2 separate regions of the Hordeum vulgare genome follow, and region 2 is linked to region 1. Evidence: chromatin contacts called from public Hi-C data. All regions are on one chromosome and are shown on one strand. Each heading gives the region's core, a stretch centred on a gene start, on an enhancer-like site or on the middle of the called end of the contact. The rest is flanking DNA. Distances are from core to core; before and after follow the strand shown. Region 1 holds the start of LOC123448945 (arogenate dehydratase 2-like). Region 2 holds the start of LOC123448946 (mitogen-activated protein kinase 5).

Region 1 (4,802 bases), core at 862-3,361:
AACTCTGTCAGTGTATGCTCACATTGCGCAAGGGCCTAAGAATTTCAATTAATGTACCTGTAAGGTTATTACACAGAACAAGTGAAAATATCAAGGCCACACTATCCAAGAGGTTTTACCTGGGGATGACTGATGACATTTCTTAGATTTTCGATCTTCACTCCACGATTGGCTAACAAGCAATGCCGAACTGCAAGGCGAACCTCTCCAACTATGTGCAGCTCATGCCGAAGTAAAAGATCATAGTTCCGATGTATACTACCGCCCAAAGTATTCTCAAGTGGCAGTACTGCCCTATCAACTATCCAGTTTTGAACAGCCTGATAAAGGACCAGAAGACATCAAAATTGCAGCACATTTATTGCTTTTGCCACATACACCTTCTTCTATGTATTACAATATGACATGCAATATATGGTTTACAATTACTCTGATCTACTGCTGTCTGAAAGGCTAGTTTAGATGAAGATTTTGCTAATACAACAATCTCTCCGGTTACCTAAGGGATGTCGTTTCGAGCATATGTAGGGTCAACTTACGAAACTTCGACTACCAATATCTTTAAAACTATTTAAATTAGATACTTATACAAACCATCCATACACATACTCGACTAGACTGGTACTTTCATAATACATAATTTTGTTCAAATTACAGTAGAAATGAATGACCAGATGATGAGCATGTTGTCTCAAGAAAAGAATGAGTATGGACAAATGATATGTGCCAGTGATAGGTTCTTTGTGCGGTACTGGGATATTGCATCTACTCCCTCCGTTCTTAAATATAAGTCTTTTTAGAGGTTCCACTAAAAGACTACATACGGATGGAATATAGACATACTTTACAGTGTAGATTCACTCATTTTGCTCCGTATGTAGTCTCCAGTGGCGAGTCTACTAGGTGGGCATAGGCTTAAGCCTACCCTCCAAAATCTTATTTCAGCTAAATATACCACTTCACAATTATATTGATATGCTTTACATGCAACAATTGCAATGCATTTGCTAATTAGGCTCACTAAATTAATATTTTGAGCCTACCCTCCATTGTCATGCTAGATTCGCCACTGGTAGTCTCCTAGTGAAATCACTAAAAAGACTTATATTTAGGAACGGAGGGAGTAATAAACAAACACTGAGCATGTCAAACTCTGTACAAACTCCAAATCCTCAACACATTTCATCAACAAACATTTAACCTCATTTGATTCAATGTCCCGTCTTGCGAAACCATGACATGAACCAAAGTAAAATTGCACAACTCACTGCACCACAGACAGCATGCCCAAAGATATCTAAACAGGACCCAGAAAGGATCACACTACGATACCTGAAACGCAGTATCAAAGTGCTCGCAGGGCACTGTCTGGCAATTTGGATAGGCCTTCTTTGCTGCAGCCTCACTGTACGCTCCAGGGAAGCCCTGAATAATAACCAAACCAAACTCCGTTCAGATTCACAACAAAAGGAGCGCATGCACAAAAAGGGAGATAGATAAGCAATGACACCGAAACAGCACACGCGTTTCGTCGAGCACCTGGTAGGCAACCTTGAGCCCCTCCCCGCTCGACTCCATTAGATCCGCACTAGTGAGAGGCCCTGATAACCCCAGTACAGAAGCACGCACGCCATGAAGAAAGCGCCAGCTGATTAGTTAGTTTAGTTATTATTAAACCGGAAAAGAACTGCTCGATATCGGCTAAAAAAGCGCCGCCGCTGGACTTACGAGGCAGCCCGTGCGGATCGCGGTACGCTGGTAGAGGGGAGTCCGCGACAGGTACAGACGGGGCCCGGAGGCCGTTGAGGTCGGCGGAACCTACGCCGTCCGCCACGGGCGCCGGGGGCCGCCGCGATGTAGAAGGGAGGGGGGCTGAATTAGCGTTGGTGGAGCTGCTGCATTTGATGGAGCGGCGTGGTGACGGGGAGGAGGACGACGAAGAGGAGGAGGTGGTCACCGCGGAGCGGGTTCGGGCGGGGAGGAAGGGGAGCCGAGGTGTGGTCATGGAGGCCATAGCCTAGCCGGCGCGCTGGCCAAGAAGGAAGCCGGGGGGTGGGGTGGCCGATTGGGGGAAGTCGAGAAGCGAAAAAGGAAAAATGATCCCCACGGCCACGGGCTTTTCCAAACGTGACGCGAGATTTCCTTTGTGAGGTGGAGAAGTGGAACAGCGAAGCACGGGCGGCGAGGCTGGAGAGCAGTGCGTGGCGACGAGTCTACTGTCTTTTTTACGACAAACCAACGGCAAAATTGACAAAAATGACCCGTGGGGCCAAAGAACTCACGGATTAACCCCTCGGGGGAAATAATTCATCGGTCTGACCCTTTTGTGTGGCGTCCGACACCTAGGCGTCAAACTGTACTGTATGACGCCTAGGTGTTCGGCGCCACACCCGCGACCACGTGGCATGTAGGGGCCCACCCCCAGGCAGTGTGACGCCTAAGTCTTAGGCGTCACACATTGTAATGTGTGGCGCCTAACGCTTAGGCGTCACACATTGACTTATACCAGCCACGGGCCACACCCCCTCCCCACCCCCTCCCTCATTCCCCTCCCCCAGCCCCTCTCCTAGCCACTGCCCCCTCCCTCAAATCCTTCTCTAAATCACCAAATCTGAAGGTTTGGACCGGGCATTTGTTGTCCAATCACTCCCCTAAGGTAATCCTCACCTCTCCCCCCATTCTCATCCAAAGGAAAATCTTTTGTGTTCATTTTTTTGCAAATTTGAGGAAAACCCTAGTTTTTCATGAAATGTGGGATGTATATGATATTGTTTTATTTGTTTGTATGTTAGGATAAGTGGTATGATGAGGTTAAGATTAGGGTTGTTTGGATGTGTGCATTATGGTTGTTGTAGGGTTAGGCTAGGGTTAGGTTATGGTTAGGCTAGGGTTAGGGATGTTTGGTTGTGTTAGGGTTATTATGGGGTTAGGGTTATTTGGAAGTTAGGCAAGGGTTATTGTAATTGTATGATTGCTCATAAAAAAGGTTGTATGTTTTGTTGTTTAGGTATGGGAAGAACATGTGTTTATGTTCATCACGTGGACAAGGATGCCTTTTTAAAAGGCAATATTGATCCGGACCCGGATGAGCTTGACATGGTGTTCGATTTGTGTCCTATCTATGGTGAATTGTTGGAACAAGTCCGAAAGGATTTGAATTGGATGGACCCTATTGATGTAGTTGAGTTTGATGGTAGGCATAATGTGGGATTCGGAATGCACATTCGTTGAAAGACCATGCGTGTCAACTCCGAGCAACGTTGGCTTGCATACAAGGATACGGTGGCCGAATCACTAGACAAGGCTCTAGAGTTATTTGCCATGAAAACAAATGTTCCTAACTTGTTGGATTTGAACCGGGTTGCCTCTTCGATTGTTGAAGCTATTCCTGCAACCATCAACGAAGAGGCCAACATTGAACCTCTTTCTTATGTCTATGAGGCTAACGAAGAGGTCAACATTGAACATGAACCATTGGTAGAGGCTAATTATGAGCACTATGATGATGGTAATGTTCTTCATGACAACAATCTTGGTGATTTGGACAAATATAATTTGCAAGAGACAATGGACCATTCCATTCCGTACTCACGTGGCTATGCCTCTGAGTCTGACGATGAGGGTCCCGATGAAGAAGTTGATGAAGAAGGGTTCACGGCAAAGGAGGCCGAAGCTTTCATGAATGTATTAAAGCGTGATCACCGGACACCATTGTTCGAGGATCTTAACCTTGCGGATGAAGCCGTGGTTGACGGAGGCGAAGGCATATTGTTTGGAGTTAGGCCACCTTCTCATCGGGACACACATGGGAAGAATATTATTTTGCCGGGGTCAAAGTTCAAAACATTCTTTGAACTGAAGATGTGGTTGGATGAATATTCTGTTACGCATTATAGGCCACACAAAGTTGTTCATTCAAACATGAAGCTGCGTTACACGGTTGCATGTGAGGATAGAGGTTGTCCTTGGATTGTCCGTGCAAGACCATGGAAAGGAGGACCAGGATGGAACATTGTCAGTTGTATGCCTCACATGTGTCGAGGCAAGAGGGTTGATGGTGCCCTATCGTCGCAAAGCCATAGACAACTAACCTCCGAGTTCATCGCTTATAGGCTTTCCAACTCCATCTCCTCTCTTCCTACAATGAGCATAAAAAGCGTACAAGACTTTGTGAAAGCCCTGTTTCACTACGAGGTGAAATATGGTAAGGCATGGAAAGCAAAGCAAGCCGCATTCAAGATGTTGTATGGTGATTGGGAGGAAGCATACAACCGCATACCTAGGTTGTTGGGAGCTATTGCCCACACTAACCCGGGCATGGTTCATGTGGTCGAGCCGTATGGGGAGAAAACAAGGATTAAGAATGGAAATAGGGTTCGTGTATTTGGCCGTGCATTTTGGGCATTTGAGCAATGTGTGAGGGCTTTCCAGCACTGTCGTCCTGTCATCTCCATCGATGGCACGTTTTTGACCGGACAATTCAAGGGCACTTTGTTGGTTGCAATAGCAAGTGATGCCAATAACCGGTTGATGCCTTTGGCTTTTGCTTTGGTTGAGGCAGAGAACAATGTTAACTGGGAATGGTTCTTGCATATTTTGAGAACTAAAGTATTACCGTTTGAGAGGGAAATATGTGTCATATCGGATCGTCATCAAGGCATACTTAACGCGGTTGACATTGTCATTCCCGGCCATGTTCTTTTGCATCATCAATGGTGCATGAGGCATTTATGTGCAAACTTCTACCGGGCATGTGGTAGCAAGGAGTTGGCGGATGATCTTCAAGATTGTTGTCAAGCATT
Region 2 (5,440 bases), core at 2,465-4,964, 330 kb after region 1:
TGCAGGAATAGTCCTTCGTGGTCAGGTTGATCGTGCTCCGGCGTGATCAATAACATCTTGGAGATTGGTTTAGTGATTGCTAAGGCGCAACGTCGTGCACGTTTGTAGTCAAATCGTCAAAGTCATCGCCACCAAATCGATAGTTATCATCTCATAGAAAGATCGGGACACCCCTCGCCTCTATCAAGTGGCAACTGCTACATCACCGGAGAGATTGACAACCTCTCTGAACTCGTTGGGACCAAAGTTATTTGTTGTGTGTACAGGTCCACGTCTTCTGCTAGCGCCAGAGCAGCGGACGCCTACTTGTTGATCCTCGGAGTCCTCCTGGTTTGATAAACCTTACAGTCCCCGTGTAAGGAAAATCTGTTGCTGACTACATCTCCACCTTTCACTTGGGGTAACCAACGAAGGGCGAGAAGTATATCCATCAACTCATCATCATCATCCTCCCAAGATCTCAAGATAGACTAAATTGTGGCAGCTGCAAATAGTGTCGTGTGTCGCCAAAATCCTTGAGCCGAGCCATGACACCAAATGTTGAAACACCGCCATGCCTCGAAGACCATGGGACCCCGAGAATACCTCAACCTCAACGTCAACTTTGGCATGCCTTCACGTATTCCATAACCAGTTGAGCTCCCTCTCAAATACCTTCATTGGTTTGAATCCATGAATACTGAGTACGACGTCATCATCACCAGAAATACGTGTATCTTTTTCAACTGCCTTCATAGCCAATATCCTCTCCGAGCAATGGATTTTTTCTACAAGATCTACCTCGACAGCTCATTCATCCGATACAAGGCTTGTTGGGTTCTGCGTTGCTTCTTGCAAGAACTGTTGACTTCGATGACATTTTAGCCTAGTTTCCAAACCGGCCACCACCTGTGTCATTCTCTCAATGGCCTTCTCCCTCAACTAGAGTATTCGTGAACTCAATGTAAAGAATGCCTTTCTCCCTAGGATACTCTCTAAGGTGTTATATTGTCGTCAATCTACCAAGTTTGTAGACAAAAAAACGTGCTCCAACGACTTGTGTCACCTCAACCATTATCTCTACAGACTCAAGCAAGCTCCCTTAACCACACTTGCTACCGACACTTTGTTACCTTCACCGCCAATGTTGGCTTCAGCTCTCCAAGTTGGACACCTCATTCTGTGTTCTACATGCCACGACATGCACAAGATTTCTTCTCTACGTCAATGCCATCCTCCTTAGGGATTCCTCCTTCACTTCTTCATCGCCCTCAGCACCAAGTTCGCCATGGCCGACCTCCACTACTTCCTCGGCATGGGTTCAACATGACTTATTTGGGATGCTTCCAAACCAAGTATGCAATTGAAATCATCGAGCATGATAGCATGAGGAGCTGCAAGCATCTGTCGACTCTCCTTGACACGTCTCCAAAATTGGTTGTCTCGTGTGTTGCAAAAATTCCAATGCGGTCCAACATGTCCATGGACCTAGTTCAACATCAGCAAACCAAACACATCGATATCGACCTGCACTTTGTGTGTGACTGAGTCGTTTTTGGGCACATTCGAGTGCTCCACGTGTCGTTCTCTCGATAGTTTGTGGAGATCTTCACCATGGGGTTGTCGTTTCCTTTTTCTTGGACTTCTAGTCTAGCCTCAACGTTTGCAAAACTCCAATATGTGTACAATGGAATGTTAGGCAAGCATAATATGCTTCATATTTTCTTATCCCTTTCCATACTCGGTGCCTACTACAGTTAGCGAAATCAAGCCATTATGGTTAGGATTGTAACTATGGTTGCTTCTCCAATCACCTATATATACGATATATCAGGAAAGTCGCGAACGATGGCCTATATTGCAAACCTTTCAACTAGATGTGCCACAATGAAAATTGCTTACGCGTGAAGAGCATACATTAATGCTTGTCTATTAGGAAAAGTCTTTGTCACTTTGACAAAGATACATTGTTTATTACATTTAAAACAATCAAGCTAGGCGGAATGACATCCCCAAAAATGGTAGAATTTGATCTATTAGCACACCACGTCGCAATGTTGTTGTTTCCGATGTTGCCGCATCAAGTAGGTGTTCGAGGGGCCAACATGTCACACTTAGGGCTTCTCCCTTATCGTTATGTACTACCGCTCCCACACCTCATGAACCATCCTCCATCAAAGCAGCATCAAGTCTCAACGTATGCGTGTTTTTGGGTGGTTTGCTCCACATTATTTCATGTGTTTTAGCCCTACATTATGTCTTGATGCTTGGATAATTTCCCCCAACCAAGTTCTTTTTAGGGAAACGACATGACTCTGCAGTGTATTTTTACTAATTTTATGAAGAAAAAAAGGGAGTTTGGAAGGAAATTAAAACTATACAAACAAACCAGCAAACAGCAAAAAAGTTAGATAGGCAGAAAGAAAGAAAGCTATACACAAGATCTAAACTAAGCTAGAGTTAGAGAGTAGTATACAAGTGAGGTCTGGGGTAGGCTCAGAGCGTGATCAGGTGTGGACTTCCCTATCCTAGTCTTGGCCTTCGGCTCTACCGAGGAGTGGTGGTTGCGGGCCAGGGAGAAGGTGCACAAGAATGCTAAGAGGAACTTCGAGACGGTGGTTATTCTGGTGCACTGAAAGCTTTGGAAGGAGCGCAGCGCCCGAATTTTTGACAACAAAATTTCCTCGGCTTTCCAGGTCTTCCAGTCTATCCATGAGGATATTCTCTCCTGAAAATCGGCCGGTTTGATAATCGATCTTGCTTAGCCGTTGGTTGTTATATTTATGAGGTTTTGCTTCTGTAGTGCTCAGTCTAGATCGCATAGACTATAAAACCTTGTACTAATTATGTTCCTTCTAATAAAATACAGCTGCGGCCCTTCGAGAGTATACAATAAATAGAGCATCACGCATCAACGGAAAGCTTGAACCCAATCTTCAAAAGATCATAGTCCTTCCTGTGAGTCATGTAAATGATCCATTTTAGCTTCTCCTTGAATTTCCTTCTGGAAGTGTAGCATAAAGGCTAGACGATACACTTTCAAAAATAAAGTCACTCCTTGTGGCCCAGACAGCTTATAGGAGACCGTAGTTATGATTTACACAGCAAAAGGTACACCGAGGAGTTGCTTGAGGTGAGCAATTCCACCCCAACAAAAATTGCTTACCACAGTAAACCTTGTGGCCTGCATGGGCAAGAGAGAGAGAGAGAGAGTAACGAATCACTCACGGCGCGCGTCCCCTCCTTGAACGGGACGCAGGACTTCCGTCTCCGGATTTCGAGCCTAGACTTCCCAACCGGAGCGTTTCCACGGTGCCGAAGAAAAGCCAGAGAGAAAAAAAAACCGGTGGGTCAAATGGCACCACACCACACCACACCACACCGGAGCATGACTCGCCAAGCAAATAATAGCGCGTCGGCTACTACCATCCATCCGCTCCGTCCCCATCGGCCCCTGGATTTCCACGCCCCTGCGACACGCGCAATCCACACAAACTGACAGCCGCTGCCCCACCCGTCAGCCACGCCGCTCCCAGCCCAGCCCGATCCGGTTGGTGCGTGCAGCGCGCGTCCATACAAGAGAAGCAGCAGCAGATACCGGTTGACCGTTGACCCTTCCCCAGCCGTCCGATGAGCGCGCTGCCACGAGACGGACTCCATCGGACCCTCCGTCCGTCCCGGCACCATCCCCTCAATTCCCGGGCGATACGCGCAGAAAAGAGCCAGAGAGACTGCGCGCACCAGCACAGCACAGCAGCGGCGTGCGTGCGCGCGCGCCCGCTCTCGCTCGCTTTCTCGCTACCTTCCTTCCTCGGCTGGGCCGAGAGCATTAGCGGAGCCGCCCTTCTCTATTTATAATTCTCCCCTCTTCCACCCCTACAAGAATCCAGAGCCAGGACAAAGTCAATCATCAGCTCGGCCTCATCCCCGTTGCGCTTGGCCTGTGATTGGGTTTTGGGAGGAGAGGAGAGGAGAGGAGAGGAGGGGAGGGGAGGGGATTCTTGGCTGATCTCGGTTTGGTTCTTGGCTGTTTGAGAATGGACGGCGCTCCGGTGGCCGAGTTCCGGCCGACGATGACGCACGGCGGCCGGTTCCTCCTCTACAACATATTCGGCAACCAGTTCGAGATCACGGCCAAGTACCAGCCGCCGATCATGCCCATCGGCCGCGGCGCCTACGGGATCGTCTGGTACGTTCGCCCCATCTTTTCCTCCTCAATCACCACCGGTTTCTTGCCAGGTTTGTTCTTCAAGCCGTTGCTGCCCTGATCGGAAAACAGAGGGGGATTAGTTCGGGCCATGGGGAAAGATAGGATTAGGCCAATTCACTCCTTTCTGTAAACAACAACACTAGTTTAATACTGTATGTGTTGATCTGTCGGTGCTCTGTGGTTGGTGGTTGTTTAACCAATCTGGTCCTGAAATTGCACTTGTGGTTGCGTGGGCACAGCTCGGTGATGAACTTCGAGACGAGGGAGATGGTGGCAATCAAGAAGATCGCAAACGCCTTCGACAACAACATGGACGCCAAGCGCACGCTCCGGGAAATCAAACTCCTCAAGCACCTCGACCACGAGAACGTAAGCAACATCTACCTCTTCCGCTTCAGATGTGCGTATGCATCTCACTGAATTCGACAATTCAGGGCTAACCTGTTACGCTGTATTGATGGACACCACACGCAGATAGTAGGCCTCCGAGACGTGATCCCGCCGGCGATCCCGCAGTCCTTCAACGACGTCTACATCGCCACTGAGCTCATGGACACGGACCTTCACCACATCATCCGTTCCAACCAAGAACTCTCAGAAGAACACTGCCAGGTACTACTCCATACTCTGAATGAAGAGCGATTTTTTTCATATTTCGTGACGATTTGATCCGTATATTCATGCGCCGTGGTGTTCTTGGGTGGCTTCCAGTACTTCCTGTACCAGCTGCTGCGCGGTCTCAAGTACATCCACTCGGCGAACGTGATCCATCGCGACCTGAAGCCGAGCAACCTGCTGCTGAACGCCAACTGCGACCTCAAGATCTGCGACTTCGGCCTGGCGCGGCCGTCGTCGGAGAGCGACATGATGACGGAGTACGTGGTCACGCGGTGGTACCGGGCCCCGGAGCTGCTGCTCAACTCCACCGACTACTCCGCCGCCATCGACGTCTGGTCGGTCGGCTGCATCTTCATGGAGCTCATCAACCGCGCACCGCTCTTCCCGGGGAGGGACCACATGCACCAGATGCGGCTCATCACGGAGGTGATCGGCACCCCCACCGACGACGACCTGGGCTTCATCCGGAACGAGGACGCCAGGAGATACATGAGGCACCTGCCGCAGTTCCCTCGCCGGCCGTTCCCGGGCCAGTTCCCCAAGGTGCAGCCAGCCGCGCTCGACCTCATAGAGCGGATGCTCACCTTCAACCCGCTTCAGAGGATCACAGGTGCGTGCGTCCCACGTCCGCGT

Evidence for each region. A called contact is a pair of places that touch in the nucleus more often than the background predicts.
Region 2: a contact with region 1 is called in a Hi-C map of seedling, with 5 times the contacts expected there. The contact joins the promoter of LOC123448946 here to the promoter of LOC123448945 in region 1. A contact is called at or near these places in 3 of 6 Hi-C or Micro-C datasets (leaf and seedling) and 1 of 1 datasets of contacts at active chromatin or transcription factors (embryo).

The regions. Positions count from the first base shown.
Region 1 is chr4H:457,955,628-457,960,429 of MorexV3_pseudomolecules_assembly, forward strand. LOC123448945 (arogenate dehydratase 2-like) reads right to left here and starts at 2,112. Exons shown (of 11, transcript XM_045125997.1): 1 at 1,729-2,112; 2 at 1,540-1,601; 3 at 1,333-1,425; 4 at 120-320; 5 at 1-35. The coding sequence starts at 2,014.
Region 2 is chr4H:458,281,856-458,287,295 of MorexV3_pseudomolecules_assembly, forward strand. LOC123448946 (mitogen-activated protein kinase 5) reads left to right here and starts at 3,715. Exons shown (of 5, transcript XM_045125998.1): 1 at 3,715-4,168; 2 at 4,429-4,558; 3 at 4,664-4,801; 4 at 4,901-5,417. The coding sequence starts at 4,017.